Linked DNA regions of Danio rerio: region 2 is linked to region 1. The links are chromatin contacts, called in public Micro-C maps. All regions are on one chromosome and are shown on one strand. Each heading gives the region's core, a stretch centred on a gene start, on an enhancer-like site or on the middle of the called end of the contact. The rest is flanking DNA. Distances are from core to core; before and after follow the strand shown.

Region 1 (2,700 bases), core at 13-2,512:
TTCAGTACATTGTAGCATGTTTGAAAAGGTTTAATACAGTTCCTGTGTTCTATTTGGGGTGTATCTGTATTTGCAATGTGGGGTTGTAAGGGGCTTGACTTGGGGAAAAGCGAGTCTGCGCACTCGAGAGGGAGGGAGCGTTTTTCTGATTGTTGGATGAGACAGTTATAATATTGTGTGGGTGAACAGTGTGGGTTTGGGAGTGAACACAAGGATGTCTGAACGTGCAAAAGTTGATTAAAAAGACAAGTTGAACTGTTTCAGTTCGTTACAATATTTTATCATTTTTGTCTGTGATTTGTTAATATTTTTGTGGGTAAATGGTTTATATTTCTTATTAATATTAATACTACTACAACTACTGATAAAAATAATAATTATAAAAAATATATAACTCTAAGCACAACTGGACATAGTTCAATAATTTATGTAATGTTCCTGTTCAGTCTTAAATACATGCTCTTATTTCAGCTTTGAGATTTCATATTCCAAACTTTTTCATACTGCTTCCTGTGGGTACTCGGCACAAGGACTGCTAGTAATTTCTTTTTAGCATAAAAAATGTTAAATATATCTGTTATTGGCTACAGAGTACAATTAAAACGGATTTAAATTATTTAATTATTTTAAAATTATTTAATAAACATATGTAATTATTACTGGATAATGTAATTTATCCTACTTGCTTTAACGAAATAATAATAATAATAACTATAATAATAATAATAATAATAATAATAATGATGATGATGATGATGATGATAATAATAATAATGATAATAATAATAATAATAATAATAATAATAATAATAATAATAATAATAATAATAATAATAAATAATGCCATGTGAAACAATGATATATTCGGAGTGAACATCCTAATTCTTTAAATGTAACATTGTAGAGTATGTGGAAAATGGAAATGGTTTTGTAAATGTGTAAATGTGTTCAAAGCGTAAAAGAAAATTGTGTCTACAACCGAAACAGCTGATGTTGGATCCGACTCTTTGGAACAAACAGGTCAAAGGAACCGATTCAAGTGATCCATCTCTTCATTAAAATGGACTGTACCAAAATAATTTTTGTGTGATAACTTACCAAACTGTTAGTCAAAATCAACATTTTCCAGTCTATGGTCATAATATACTTTAAAATGGATGTTTTAGTTCATTTGCAGTACGTTATATGAAATAAAGCCGTAATATGGCTGCATGATTGTACAGGTAAACATAAAACTAACGAGTCTTTTGGTTCAACGTCTGTGGGCTGTCGATAGCAGAGCAGTCGATGGCTAGTCCTGTGTATCGACACAGTTTGAGGGATCATTGCGTTTACAGTGGGAAACTTCACCAGTGATGGCACTTAGACGAGCATTACATTTCGTTTTTAAAGTTGGAGACAGGACCAAGACAGCCACTTTTTATCGGGATGTCTTGGGAATGAAGGTAAAATCGCTGTCAACGTTAATATCTTGTTTATGTAGAGGGAACTTTGCCTCCTAATATTGTTTATGAGGTATTAACTTTGTTACTTGCCTGTGCAGATTTTGACCCGTCACATTCCACATATTTGTTTAGACTCAAACTTTAGATGTATAAACGTTCATAAATATATATCATTTGTAGATTCTGCGCCATGAAGAATTTGAGGAGGGCTGCAAAGCAACATGTAATGGGTCAGTCATAGTTTATTTAATTTTCATGTGACTAAGTAGCTTAATAAAGAATACAATATCTAATAAATATGGTAAACTAAAAGCATATATTTGTTGTTTTGGTTTCAGTCCATATGATGGAAAATGGAGCAAAACCATGGTGGGCTTTGGACCAGAAGATGACCACTTTGTTGCAGAGTTGACCTATAATTATGGAGTGGGTGAATATCGCCTTGGCAATGATTTCCTGGTAAATTATATTTTTCTATAAAACATTTTGATTTCAAAACCTTGCAAATAGGCGCTTAACATCTAAGATTACTGAACAAAAATGTACTTATATAAAACATTTCGACACATGAAACAATACAGCGAATAGAATTACAATTTTTGTATTTCAAATTGTCAAATTGTGCCATTTATTTAGAATTCTTATTTTTTTAAGTATGTAATAAGGAATATCATACATGTGATGATACATCCATTAAACTGTCATTTAGTGTATTAGTTATTTAATACTGTATTATCTCTTGTCAGATTTACAGGTATTTATTATCATTTGATGACTGCTTAGAAGTACCAAAAATTCTAATTAATTTTCATTGTTATGCTGAATGATGATGATCATTATTTTAGGCAAAATTTAATCATTTGTTTTAACATTTTTATTAGAAAGTAGACACTAAACTTTCACTTAATATGCTTTATATGTATGTAAAATCTAATCCACACATGTCAAAATTAGCATTTTGAAAACAGGACATAATGACAATATAAGTATGAATTCTACCTTAATTCATGGCCACCAATAAAATAACCATACTCTTTGAAGTATTACAGCTTCTGTTTTATTTAAATGTAATTTAGAAACATAAATTATTTGTTCATTTATGGTCATTAAGTTGACAAATTATGATAATCGTGTTATGCAGCACGATCCAAAAAGCAAAAATGCAATACTTTATTATTATTATTATTATTATTATTATTATTATTATTATTATTATTATTATTATTATTATTATTATTATTTATAACAGTATGTC
Region 2 (2,700 bases), core at 23-2,522, 200 kb before region 1:
TTCAAAAAATCAATAAATTTTTATTAAACCTTAAGACTTACTGTATTTTATCAATAACTTACTGATGAGAAAAAATAGTCGTTTATAGTTGCTATAAACTATATAGTTACTATAGTAGCTTATAGTTACTAGTTCTATTGGATTGCGACTTCTCGGGTAATTACAATATACTAAAGACACAGCAATACTGTCAGATGCAGCAGATTTTGTAACACCAGGTTAAATTTTCTAGCCCATTTACAGCACTGACATACATAAAAAAAAACAAAGAATAGACTTGGGTCTATTGGTGTGTGTGCGTCATTGCATACAAGGTTTCTGTATTTATAACCACCACCTCAGAGAATATTGGGGGTCACGAGTAACTGGCAATCTCATTTTGAGGGTCGCGGGCTGAAAAGTTTGGGAACCCCTGCCTTAATCCATCATTAATTCATAATAACCTAATGCTTAGTTTACATATTAAAACATCATTATTCATGTACTGTTATTGTAAAGTGTTACCATATTTTCTTAATGTATATGTGGTATTTTTAATGGCAAATACATGTAAAAGTATTAGGTTGTCACTTCTCAAATGTCTTTCTGAAGGACTCAGTAGATATACTGTAGATAGCATATTGCTATTATTATGCACAAAAGTAATTGAGTTCAGATCACAGAAACGTGAATGAATAGCAGTTAACGTTACATTTAAATTAAATTACTATTACATGGTGACTGGAGGCACATAGCAACCGAGAACGTCTAAATACCAAACTTCAGTTAAGCAGGTTTACATTTCCAGTGAGTTAACAATAAATGTGATAACTTGCATCAAAAACGAAAACAAACAATGTTTTTACAGTTATGAATGAATGAATGGATCTCGTGTCAATGCGGAAGAGATGAGCTAACGTAGTAACGTAGTAACGTTAGCTAGCTATAGCTAATACACGTATGGATGAGGTTTTTTAACGTAACCACACATTTCACAATAACGTTATATGCAAAATCAAACACTTAATTATATGATCTATTAACGAATTAATGCATAAAAGTAGCAAGAGTCCTAACATTACGTGCTATAGTAAAAACCTTGTGACGATACCTGACACAACGAGCGCTTCATTTGGTCCAACAGTCAAGCAGCAACCCATTCTTGTATTTGACACCAATCAGCAATCCGTTCGTGTTTATTCCTATATATTTATCACGGCGTTTATTTAACAGCTTTTTGACTCGTAAAATGAAAAGATCCCCGCCCTGTTGGGAGAATAAATGTTTGTCAACACAAGCGACCCTGCCCACCACTGGAAGGAAGACGGTACGTGATACTGTATGGCTGTGTTGTAAACCCGAGTAAGTTCCCTACATAGACAGCACACTTGAGCTTTCCAATGCGCCTGTGATGGTGAAAAATGCTGGCTAGGTAGGCAGCTTACTAGGTTTTGAGTCACGGGATCTGTGTTGTCATGATTACTGTAAATGCTGCATGTAGCCACGCCAATGGAATATGAGATTTATGGATATATCCAGTGCTCATTTTCACGTTCGTTTTGAATTTTAGTGGCCTGAAAAAGACATTTATTGAACTTTTACAACAAGTTTTTTACTTATTGTTGTTGAAAGAAGAGGAAAATCTGATTTATCGGTAAATTAAAATAAAAACAAGCATGACATTTATATTGTTGACATGTTTTAACCTATGCAGATATACATTAATGCATATTTATTTTAAAGTATTTAATATATTTTAATACAAAAGAGTAAAAAAATATATATTTTACAGGCAGAAAAGAGTAAAATATACCTTGTGTTCTTTTATTTAGAATAGAATAGAATAGAATAGAATAGAATAGAATAGAATAGAATAGAATAGAATAGAATAGAATAGAATAGAATAGAATAGAATAGCACATTTCAGACGTAAAAAAAAAAACTTTGGGGGCTCCGGTTTTCCCCCACAACTTAAAGACATGCGCTATAGGTGAATTGAATAAACTAAACTGGCTGTATGTGTGAATGTGAGAGTGTTTGGATGTTTCCCAGTACTGGGTTGCAGCTGGAAAGCCATTCACTGTGTTAAACACATTGGATAAGTAGGCAGTTCATTTCTTTGTGGCAACCCCTGATGAATAAAGGGACTAAGCGAAGGAAAATAAATGAATAAATGAATGTTTTCTATGTGAAAATATTGTCAAATGTTGTTTGTGTTGTTTGCCAAAGCTGAATTTCAAGTGTCAGTGATGCAGTTTTCAGTGCGCAGGTAGCAAAGAATTCTGGCCCAGATTTGGCATAAAGCTGCACAGCAGTCATTCGTCCGGCACTTGCATACAGCATGTGGGCTAAACACGGCCCGGGTTTCGAAGAGGTGGCATCGTCTTTAAGGCGGCACACAAGACTTGGGCCAGAAGTCAAATGTAGTATTTGGCCAAGATGTTAAAAATGTATATGTGGGCCACGTAGGTTTGACCTGTCTTGACCCACTTTTAATATTTTTTGAAATTGCTCCGAGAAAAAGCAGGGCCGTTAAGCAAAATGCATAAAGGGTATATCAAATTCATTGCAGTCCAACATTACATTTCATCATTATAAACCAACATATCTGGCCCAGTTTAAGACCAATTTATTAAAAAAAAAACTATGTATACTGTAGTTAAATGGATATTTACACTTTTAAATAATTATTTAACAATGTATTTTAAATGTAATTTATTC

The links. Hi-C and Micro-C count contacts between places; a contact is called where the count stands out from the background.
Region 2: a contact with region 1 is called in a Micro-C map of caudal fin, with 2.7 times the contacts expected there. The contact joins the promoter of flot2b here to the promoter of glod4 in region 1. A contact is called at or near these places in 2 of 18 Hi-C or Micro-C datasets (caudal fin and hematopoietic stem cells) and 1 of 4 datasets of contacts at active chromatin or transcription factors (embryo).

The regions. Positions count from the first base shown.
Region 1 is chr15:18,613,504-18,616,203 of GRCz12tu, reverse strand. It overlaps glod4 (glyoxalase domain containing 4), which reads left to right and starts at 1,262. Exons shown (of 9, transcript NM_001004613.1): 1 at 1,262-1,445; 2 at 1,626-1,675; 3 at 1,784-1,904. The coding sequence starts at 1,356.
Region 2 is chr15:18,817,463-18,820,162 of GRCz12tu, reverse strand. flot2b (flotillin 2b) reads right to left here and starts at 1,272. Exons shown (of 11, transcript NM_200639.1): 1 at 1,091-1,272. The coding sequence starts at 1,139.